Linked DNA regions of Mus musculus: region 1 is linked to region 2. Evidence: chromatin contacts called from public promoter capture Hi-C data. All regions are on one chromosome and are shown on one strand. The core of a region is the stretch at or near the end of the contact, and the rest is flanking DNA. Distances in the headings are between cores, read along the strand shown. Region 1 holds the start of C1galt1c1 (C1GALT1-specific chaperone 1). Region 2 holds the start of Rhox11 (reproductive homeobox 11).

Region 1 (5,925 bases), core at 3,252-5,751, 550 kb after region 2:
GAGCACAGTGGCACACAGCATTAACACTAGCACTCAGGAGGCTAAGGAGAACTGCCAGTTCTAGGCCAGCCTGAATTACACAGTGAGACCCTGCTCCTAACTTTCTCAAGCATGGAGGCTCCCACAGAAAAGTAATAGAAACACAGGGCTACGAGTATTCTTTAATCACAAATTCTCTAGAGGTCTCATTTACATATATTACAAAGCTAAAATGATACATAAGTTTAAAACCAATAAGCAAAGATACACCACAGATTACAATGTCTATAATTTAGTCTTTATCACATAAATATACTTATAAATATGTGTTTGAAAAATTGCTATTTTTAAAACATTTATTTTTAATACATTTAAATTTCTCAGGAATGATATAAGGGAAAAACAGCATTCCATTTGACATTGTACAAGCAGACTTCAATGGGTAAAAGATAAGAAAAAGAATCATATTACTATGTTAGATCTGTCATCAATTAAAAATGATACCATGTCGTAATATAGTTACTAAATGCATGCTCTTGCTTTCTGTCAGTCATTCTCAGAACCATTTGGAGGTAAGAAAACCAATGCATCATTGAAAACATGTCCAAATGCCCTAAGCCGGTACACCCCATACATCATCACGTGCATCTGATTAGGAGTCAGTCCATTGAAAGTAACAGCCATATCAGAGCAACAGCCTTCTACTACCTGGTTTGGTTGGTTAGTCATTGCCTCTTTAATGAAAAGGCCAACGGATTTGGTATTAAACACATCTTTTCCATCGGCATCTTCGGCATTTTCTGCAAATACTCCGGCGTATTTCAGGCAGACCGCCAGCTGTTTATCTTCAGATATCTTCCAAATCATTCCTCCTTGTTCAGGACACTTTTCAGGAACACTGAGAAGACTGTTGAGTCTTTTCATTGATTCTATGCTTAAGACAATTCCTCCATCCACACTCACATATTCAAGGTCTCCAGATTTTACAGTGTGTCCGAGATAGAAAGGTTGGGATTGATCCTTTTTTAACAAAAAATATTTGAGGTTTTCAATAACAGCGAAAGTAGTGGGGCGTGCAAGGAAGAACCAGTTGTATTGGTCCCTGTATTGATCATAAGCATATTTGTAAGCTTTCCTCATCATCAACCACATGTCATTTGTGTCCATATTAATTGACTCAAACACTTTAACATTTTCAGAACTGAAGAATTCTGCTTTGTCACAGTGTTTGGTCCAAGTCTCCTTCACTGCAGCCCAAAGACTCACATCTTTGGGTTTTACAAGAACTATACAGTATACCCGGAAACTCTTACTGAGCTCCATGCGTTCAGCCTCTGAAATTTTCGAGATATCGTCTTTGTTAGGGGCTTGCAGATGGTGATGCTCATGGTGGTGCATTCTGTTTCCAATCCTAATGTGGCCTAGCATAGTGATCAAGGCACAGAAGATGCTTCCAAGCATCACACCCTTCAAAAAGGAACTGCTTTCTGAAAGCATTTTTTCCTGCAAAGAAAAAGACTTTTCAAATACATAGTCTAATAATTTTACTTGGTTATTTCTCATATACTTACATTTGTTCTTAATGTTTAAAAACCAAAGGTCCACATGCTTAAAATCAGGTGAGAAGCATACTGTGACAAGTACTCAGTATCCTTCCACTGGCATTGGGTCGAAACTGCAACATTATAGAAACTCATTCAAGGATTGGAATTTGTAGTGTGTGTGTGTGTGTGTGTGTGTGTGTGTATGTATGTGTAGAGGAGTAATTTTATCCATCATTTATTTAACAAAGTGGCAAGTGAAAGCATTAGCCTAGAAACTAATGTGATAAACAATGTTTTTCCATCGTTCTCTAAATATTTTGTATGGCAAACTTGCCCTGTTAGTACTTCTGGCTAATTATAAAAGAGCTTCTACATCCAGACCTGTAAGTTGAACAGATACTCAATTTAAACTCAAATTTCTCTTTTCTTTCTTCGTTTTCTTTCTTTCTTCCTTCCTTTCTTTCTTTCTTCCTTTCTTTTCTTTCTTTCCTTCTTTCTTTTCTTTCTTTCTTTCTTTCTTTCTTTCTTTCTTTCTTTCATTTTTTGGCTTTTTTTTTTGGCCCAGGGTTTCTTTGTGTTGCCCTGGCTGTCCTGGAACTCACTCTGTAGACCAGGCTGGCCTTGAACTCAGAGATCCACTTGCCTCTGCCTCCTGAGTGCTGGAATTAAAGGTTTCTCACCACCATACCTTAGCTACAGCCACCACAACTTCTGCCTCAGCTGCTGCCACCACCACCGCAGCCATCACCACCAGCACCACTGCCACCTCCTCCTCCACCATGACGACCATGATGATGATCACCACCACCACCACCACCAGTATCAAATTTCTCCTTCAACCTACTGCTTGATTTAACTGGTAGTTAATGTCCTGAGGTATTTTAAGCAATCTAAAACACATTTCATGTGGTTAGTAGCATATGTTATAATTAACACTCTGCCCCTAAGACTAAATGTCTTACTACATAGTATATCAATTAATGATGTAATAAAAGCCCACGATGGAAAGTTGTTTGGAGAAAGAAGTCAATATAGGCATTATTTGGGGAACATTTGTGACTATTTTTAGCTCCTCGAAAGATACTTAATTCCTTGAGAAAGTTAAAAAATAAATAAAAAGGAGGAGAGGGGAACCTTCTGTATTTTAATTTCAATTAGAAAGTGGAAGGAGAGCCAATGTAAACAAAACAGCTGACAATATTATGGTTTACATTGTTGCTCGTCAAGACTGAATGTTCCCCAGTCTCTTCTGCAACTCTTCAAAGTTTCACTGGACTCCTTCTACTTCCACGGTGTCTCTTACGGTTGAAAAGGACCTTAGAAGCTGTTACCTGAGGTCATTTCTCTCATTTAAAGAATATGTCCAGTTATGTGTCAATTTAAAAAAAATGGGGCTGGAAAGATGATTCGGTGGACCTGAGTTTCCTGAGGACCTGAGTTCCATACCCAGTGCCCATATAAAAAGCTGGGCAAGGCAGGAAGCCATGTCTAACCCCAGCACTGTGGGGTTGGAGGCAGGAGCTCATTGGGGCCTGCTGGCCTTCAACATATTTCCTGGTTCAGGAAGAATAAAGGGGAGAGTGATAGAGCAGGCTACCAAATGTCTGCCCCATCTGACCTTAATACTCAACGCTGGGACCCCCTCTAGTGTCACACAAAGACTTCTTTTAAATGGGGAAATGGAGAACCATAAAGGTTAAATAGCTGATCTAAAGTCACAAAGGCTATCAGTGGTAGAAGTGACCTATAAACGCGACATGTGGATCTAGTAAACATAATTGATGCTTGCACCAAATTTTCCCATAATGCTACAAGGATACTACACTGACCCTGTCTCCCCCCTTCCTGTCCCCTTTTCTAAGATGTGAGATAGGGTTTCACTATGTATCTCCAGCTGATCTTGAACTTGTGATCCTCTCGTTTCATTTGTCCATGTGCTGGTATTACTTGTGTGTGGCAACACTTCTGGCTCCTATTGTTTTCTTATAAAAGAAATGAACTTTGACTTTTACCACAAAGACAGCTGTTTGAAGGACAGGTGCAGTTTCTAAGAGTGTGTGGGGAAGTGGGTGGGGGAAGGCAAGATGGTAGTTTCCCTCTGTAATCCAGAGAACTTGGTCAATAAACACTTCCCATAGGAAAGGAGAAAGAACAGAAAAGCTATGCCTCAAAACAGCATTGTAAAGTTCACCTTTATATTACTTGTTATAATTGCAGTTCTTATCACATGATCATTATTTCTGGCCAATACTCAACAATCCAGACAAGTACCTTCATATGATTTTGTGTCAAAAATTTCCAGAATTTTTCCTCCTAACGGCAAAAATACTATTAAAACTCAAAACGTCTACTAATTCTACACAAAATTATTTGTACAAATTATCCTAACATTTTTTTTTCTCCGCTGAGGAATTAAAAAAAAAAAAGTAACACCAACAATCCGCACGATGGGATATTTTTGTACAGAGGAGGGAACTTAAAACGCACACACAAGAGAAAGCAGAAAGTATGTTTTTGCGACAAACTTTCTTTCTTTTTCTGTTTTTAGAAGGAGAAAGTGGATGGAGATCAAAATGGAGACTGGGTACCAGGATGGATATCAGTGTCCCACTGAAGGGCCAAGGGAGAAGCTCTCGGAAGGCTGCTTTCCCCACTCCCGCTGGGTCCTCCCGCCGCACCTGCCAAGGCATCCCTAGTGGAGCATGCTGGGAACGGGCTAGGGCCCAGGCTAGGGCCCTGGCCTTCCCAGGGGAGGGAGGGAAGCAGTAGCTCTGGGTTGTGCTTGAAGTGGGGGCCGAGGTTTTGGCACTCACCGCATCTAGAACGGCTCCAGGGCAGGAAAGCGCTGCCTCACGAGGCTTGGACGTGAGAGGTCCAAGGCCCACTCTGTTACGCTCGGAACCAGGCTGCTCTAGACGCAGGCGGTATCCTCTCGTTGGTGTCATTAATGACGGAGCAACAGAGGAAGCTGACGAGGGTGGGGGCGGGGCGGGGCGGGGTGGGGCGGGGCGAGAGCTGGGAACGGCGTGGGGGGCGGGCTCCGTGAGACTCGGAAAGGGCCCGCCCCGACATGCTCAGCTGTACCCAATGGGATGCCCCGAGGGGCGTGCGTGTTTTAAGGCCCGCCCACGCTCCCTTCCTCGGTCTGCCTACGGGCGTGGAAACTGCCGGAGTGCGGAAGAGAGCTGCTGCTTACCTGATGTAGATTTCTAGATCATTCCTCTAACCTACTCTAATGTGTTGGTACCCTTGTGGTGACAAGAAGGTAATTCCTCCCAGTATTCCTGGCCTGGAACCAAAATGCAAGTCATTGAAATTGTCATCGCTTTGGGGAGCAAGAATTGGCTGTGGTTACACGGGTGGTAGGTTTCGAAGCCACATAGCCTAGAAGTGATCCTTCAGCCAAGTGCTTTGCTATCCTGGAGAAGTGACTTCATTTTCACGCTGCCTCTGTTCCTTCCTTTGTTGTGTTTGGAAAATATCTCACAGGTTATCAGTTAGTGTACATAACTCCCCTAGCAAAAGGTGAAGTGTAAAGTAAGCATTCAGTAAATGTTGGTTCTGTGTATTCCACCCTGTATTGCTAGCAGATAGTGCCAGGATGCAATAAGCAAATATTTGAGGAGTTAATGAGTGTTAGAAATACAGATGGAGAACCAAGCCCAGTACAGGATAAGGGGTGCTTTCAAAGGGCTAGCCAATAAGTCAAATGCAGAGTTGAGTGTAGACTCCAGGTCAAAGTAGGACTACAGAACCCCCCAATAAATACCTAGTCTCATTTTTTTTGTTTGTTTTGTTTTTTGTTTTTTCGAGACAGGATTTCTCTGTATAGCCCTGGCTGTCCTGGAACTCACATTATTATTATTATTATTAACAGAAATTATTATTCTGTAGACCAGGCTGGCCTCAAACTCGGAAATCCACCTGCCTCTGCCTCCAAAGTGCTGGGGTTAAAGGCATGCACCACCACTAGCCGGCATACCTAGTCTCTTGAAGTGCTCTTTTGTAGCTGGTGCTATTCGGTCACACTTGTAATGCCAACACTAGGGAGGCCAAGGTAGAAGGACTAGCAGTTAAAGGCCAGCCTTATAGCTATTCAAAAGGTTCTGTCACTAGATTTGGTTCGGGGAACACCGAGAAGTGACTTGGGCCTGAATTCCTGGAAACTCATACATTTGAGTGGTGACTGGCAATGCCTTAAGTACAATGGAAAGTTCAGGAAGTCTTGTAATGACATCTAGATTGCAAGAAATTACTATTCTGGCAGTAGTATCTTAATCGGGGTGTCATATTCCTGACAAACCTTGCTTTTCTTTTTTTGGGGGGTGGCATGTTTGTGTTTGAGCTAAACACATTCCCAGTGTTCAGTGCTGTTTACAAGGCAAAGACAAATGGAGTGGTT
Region 2 (5,572 bases), core at 230-2,729:
TCTTCACCTGAGACAAAGGCCTAGTGGGCCTTTTCTCCTGCCTTTGGCTGACCACTGCAGTCTGGTCAGGTACGTTCAAAGCCTGTCCTGATCATATTTCAGTTTACATGAAGCTATGAACCTGTCAGCTTGCCTTTCTTTGTCTAAAACGACTAGTCTAAGAATGAGCAGTTTTGGTAGGCTGACACATACACCCCCAGATGAAAAAAAAACATTTCATTTTCAGATGCCCCTATCTACTTAGTAGAGGGGCATCTCTCTGCCTGCCTTGCCTTGCACCAGTCTTATTTCCGTTTTAATAGCTTTGTTACCTATTGCTGCCTGCCGAGTCTGGAACCTTTCCTGCCTTTCAATTCTTTAACCGATAGAGAAAACAAATTCCACTCAGAACCTCTCGATAATAACTCTCCCCAACCACCAGCACAAAGTTAGCTGAAAACTTCGTGGGTTTAAGGCCGAGAGGGGAAGGAGGTCAACCCTGCTGCCAGTAATCTCAGCTAAGACAAGAGGCTGAGACAGGAGGGTCAAAAGTTCAAGGACGGCGAGCAGGGATACAGAGTTGATTCAAGGCCAGCCTGCACAACTCAGACAGACCCCGATTTAGATTTAATAAAACTAAAGAGAGGCTGTGACCACCCTGGTAGCCCTCGCAACAAAATGCATGCAGGGGGCCTGCCACTGCTTTGCAAAACCCTCCACTACTGCCGTGTAGGTTTAGTTAGGTTTTATTCAGATTCAGTCTTTGTTACGGCTTGAGCTCGCTAGAGGGCGCACTCCCGCCGCGTCCGCTGAGGCTATGTCTCCTGAAGCTCTGAGGAGATTGTACCTCAGGGACAAAGGTATGCCACTGTGAGTGAATCTATGTGCTGAATCTCAAAGACTTTAAAACATTTTAACAAGAGTGGAAAGGGGTCAGGGGAGAGGAAAAAGAGCCCGAGGGACAAACCCGGAACACACACCTTTTGAGGGCATCTGGATACTGATTTTCTACGAACACTGCTTGCAGTTCCCACAGCTGTCCAGGTGTAAATCTGTATGCTTTCCGAGGAATCCTGAATAACGACTGCTCACTGGTCTCGGCCACCTTACTGGTCTCCTCTGGCTCTTCTCGCCCAGTGTCCTGAGTGTTAGGCATGACACAGCTATGCTCGCCTATAGAGCTCTGGTGGCCCTCTTTCGGGATGCCTGTTACTTCATCGGCGAAGCCGCCACTGTTTGATGTGTAGGCCACCTTTTCCTCGGGTTCAGTCGTGATTTCTTCCTCACAGAAGCTCATCCCATAGTAGTCGTAGTCGAAGTAGAAGTACTTACGGGACATGATCTATGCTCGTCAGAAGGCACACTCTTGTGGTTTCCAATGGGGCTCTGCTCCTTGAAGCCCTCTAAATTGTTACCCTAGGCTACACACGTTCCTCTCTGACACAGACACTCGTCCTCCTCCACCGATGCTACTGGCTTTCAACTCACAAACCTGTGTGAGGCTCTAGTTTAGGCACACACGGGGTAGAACTTTGTGTGAATCTGCCCTATAGAATAAGACAGTTGTCATAAACGGGCGTGGCAAAAAGGGCGACTTAAAACAGAACGTTAGTTTTCTAACTCATATGAGAAGTGAAGCCCTAGTTGGATCTCAGTTAAGGAGTTTCCCTGGGTCTAAGACAGGATCTTGACTATGGCTTAGAATGCATTTTAGGCTGATTTAGATGTGAAGGCAGAATATCAATAAAAATAAGATAACTAAATAAACTACCGTTTTAGGATATAATTTCCTATTTTTATGTGACCCTAAATAAAGCTTCATCTCTTTGTACTACCTATTATTTGAAGCATTCTCATTATGTAAATTATGAAGTCAAAATAATGGAACAACTCTGAAAAAATGTTGGCTGATCCTTTCCATCCTAGAAAGCCAAATTAGGCCATGATTTAATTTTGTATAAAAAAAAATAAAAGCATATGTGTGTAAATATAAAGATGTGTTTGCAATTTTAACAAAGAATATAATTATATGTATATGATGTATATGTATTTTTGTTGTATCCACCAGAGAAGAATACTTGGACACCAGTTTAAGTGTTTGTGACCCCAGTATAGCTCCCAGATTGTCTCAGGATGAGCTACCAAACATAAAAAACACATCCTGGGCTGACATATTTCAATTAACAAGAAGAGTTAGCCAGAAGCAGAACTACAGAAGCCAAAAAAGCAAGGTCAGTCCATTTGGAGACTTTCCCAAAACTATGGACTTTGATAGATTAGATCTTTGTTTTTATTTTGATGAAGGGTACTGTCTATGTGCTTAGTTTTATTACCTGAATGGTACTTCCATCATGGAGTTAGTTGTGCTAATGTCTGGGGCCCTTTTATAGTATATAAAGTAAAAGTCTTCATGGTTCATTATTAGTCAGTGTTTGATTTGGGTACAAGTGTTTTGTGCCTGTTTACCTTTGATCACATAAAATTTCAGGTCCAAAAAGGTCACAGTTTAAAATGTTTAGGGAGGTCTTCTTTAGTGTACCAGGGAGCCTTCCAGAACAGAAGGTTGTCGTTTTGTTTGTTTGTTTGTTTTTTATGGCCTAAACTTTAATTACTTTCAGGAGTCACTGGGTATCCAGAATTTTCTGAAGCCATATCCACAAACTACAAGGTTAGGAGATTTATAGGGTCCATGAGAGGCCATCATTCTGCCTACCACTCTTATTCCTGGCGACCTTACCCCAAGCTGCAAGGGTGACTTCAGTTGAATCTTGCTAAGGCAACCTGCTTGTTCCTGCTTCTCTATCTATGATCTGGAAAGTGTCTCTTGGTGACTCTTCATTAGCCTTTTTCTTGTGTCTCCATCTGAGAGACGTATCTAAATTCCTCTACAGTGCCAAGACAGTCAGTAGCATTAGCTAGCAAGCTCGACACCTTGGCTCTAACATCACAAAACTTACTCTTACCATTTTCTTACTTTTGTGCCATGTACCCTTTTCTGTGCTTTCTTCAGTGTACCCAAGATGCCAGAGGCTTTTTTTTTGTTTGTTTGTTTGTTTGTTTTTTTTGTTTTTCGAGGCAGGGTTTTTCTTTATAGCCTTGGCTGTCCTAGAACTCACTTTGCAGACCAGGCTGGCCTCGAACTCAGAAATCTGCCTGCCTCTGCCTCCCAAGTGCTGGAATTAAAGGGGTGCTCCACCACTGCCCGGCACAGAGGCTTCTTTTGAAATATGATTTGAAGGACGGCAGACTTCTTCCTGACATCTTGTGCGAGATATGTTTTCTGAAGTCTTGGGAGGCACTTCCCTTGTCTGTGGCCTTGATTGTTAGCTTAACCGGATTTAGAATTACCTAGGATGCACACTTGAGGGAGATGGTGAGGTAATTCTAGAGAGAATTATCCCTCAATATGGGTGACTTATTCCAACTGGAAAACCAGATATAATGAGGTCAAAGGAAAATCCTGTGCGCATATGAATTCTCTTTTTCTGAGTAATTCTACCATCTCCAGAGTGATCATTGTCTGGCATCAGAATGTAGATTCTCCAGCATTCTAAAGAGGACCCAATACAGAACTTTCAGGTACTTTCCTGATTTTCTGCACTGGATTGGAGCTGCTAAGAAGACCATCTCCTTGGCCTAAGCCGCTTCTGAGTTCTTTGCCTTTTGCATGCATGTTTGTAAGGTTCTTTCAGCTTCTGCTCTGCAAGCCAATTTAGGGAATGTCCTTTAGTTCTCGTATGATACTAGAGAAATAATTGCTAAAGATTTCCCAAACAGGCTTACTGGTGTCTGGAGCTGGCTCATTTTTCTCTAGTTAAATTGGTGAATTTTCTCTCTGGCTAGTATGGAGATCAGTGAGTTCTCGCTGGAAAAACTGTTTAGTGAAATACACAAGACAAAGCATTCCATACTATTTATTCACCACTGTGAAAAACAAAGACACTTTTGAATATTTCTGAAAAATTCTTCCTAAGATGTTGAAAAAGTGCTTCTGGCAGGTCTGAATAAAGTAACAAAGGAAAAAAAATGAACTTAAAAGGAATGAATTTTCCTAGGTCCAAACTTGTATAAACACACTAATTTGATTTTAAAAAATCTTCCATTTAGAAACCAGATGTAGAATTTAACTGTCCTGGTACCTGCATCCTCACTGATGCTGATGCTGCAGTATGATTCTCTCCATTGTTGGCTGACAAACTTGCATCATCGATGGAGACTGCATTGGCTTTCCCTGAAGGAGTTGTTCAGCAATACTAGGCAGATGGCCCCAGGGAATCCGCTCTCACCACTCACCTTTGCTTTTAGATTTATAACTACATTGATATCTCAGGAGATGCATACAGGTGAGAAGCAGCCATCAAAAAATTCTTGGATTTCCTTATTCATATGAGCAGCAGTCTTGGGAATATGTGGAAGGACTTTTGATGGTAGGATAACTTGGGGAGAAACGTAGAAGCACATCAAGCTGTATACATGACTATGGTCCCCTGAGCAGAGATTCTGAGCTTCATGTTGTATTTCAGAGTTTTTAAAAATTTTAAAATCTAATTACAGAATTTCTCCCCTTGTTCCTCTCATCCATCCCAAGCCTCTGCACTCTCTCCCTCTCCCTCCCTCCCTCCCTCCCTCTCCCTCCCTCCCTCCCTCCCTCCCTCTCCCTCTCCCTCTCCCTCCCTCCCTCCCTCTCCCTCCCTCCCTCCCTCTCCCTCTCCCTCCCTCCCTCCCTTCCTCTCTCTCCCTCTCTCCCTCTCTCCCTCACACTCTCTGTCTCTCTATAATTTATGACCTCTTTTTTTTTAATTTTTACTACATACATTTGAAAACACACACTCGCGCGCACACACACACACTGCTGAGTCTGTTTAGTGTAGTTATTTAGGAATGATCACTTGGTATTGGACAACAAATAAAGGGCCTCATTCCCAGGAAAGACTTTTTCTCCCTTTATCAGCAATTGAAGCTAGGGGTGGAGACAGGTAAGATTTCACCCACTATGTTTGGGTGTCAACTAGTGTTGGAATTATTAACATTTTGTTTCGAGAGTAGTTATTGAGATTGCATTGCTATAGCTTTCCCTTTTTATTCAGAAGACACAATCTCACAGCAGACTTCTTGATCTCCTAGATCTTACAGTCCTTCTGTTCCCTCTTTCACCACATTCCTCCAGCCTAAAACGTGTAAGTTAAGCTGTAAATGTGTACAATGGGGGCTAGGTAGCACTTGGCGAGTAATTCTCTGCATTTTGAACAGCTTTGGCTTTATATAGTGGTCTCCTAATGAAAACAGATACTTCTTTAGTCATAGCTGACGTCTACCCTTGTTTGTGGGTATTAAAATAAATATTGAAAGTTAGAAATTATATTAGTTTGGGAAAGTGGCAATATAGTAGGTTCAACTCTAAGAGCTGTAACCTCACTAAATACACACAGTTGACTAGATTTATAATACTGAGCATAATTTCTCTTCTGCTAAACAGGCCTTAAGTACAATTAGAAAACTTTTAGTTACCTCAAAGATAGAAGTGCCACCATGATTCCTTAGGAAAAATAGCTACACTGGTCATTATGGTTACACAATTTCTAAAAGATGCTAG

What was found. Promoter capture Hi-C pulls out the DNA fragments that hold promoters and counts their contacts.
Region 1: a promoter capture Hi-C map of pre-B cells shows a contact between it and region 2. The contact joins the promoter of C1galt1c1 here to the promoter of Rhox11 in region 2. A contact is called at or near these places in 4 of 39 promoter capture datasets (the 3T3-L1 cell line, hippocampal neurons, liver and 1 more).

The regions. Positions count from the first base shown.
Region 1 is chrX:38,630,642-38,636,566 of GRCm38.p6, forward strand. C1galt1c1 (C1GALT1-specific chaperone 1) reads right to left here and starts at 4,502. Exons shown (of 2, transcript NM_021550.3): 1 at 4,337-4,502; 2 at 142-1,482. The coding sequence starts at 1,476. The coding sequence ends at 526. Gm52440 (a long non-coding RNA gene) reads left to right here and starts at 4,647. Exons shown (of 2, transcript XR_003953098.1): 1 at 4,647-4,788.
Region 2 is chrX:38,083,660-38,089,231 of GRCm38.p6, forward strand. Rhox11 (reproductive homeobox 11) reads right to left here and starts at 1,480. Exons shown (of 3, transcript NM_198598.2): 1 at 960-1,480. The coding sequence starts at 1,318.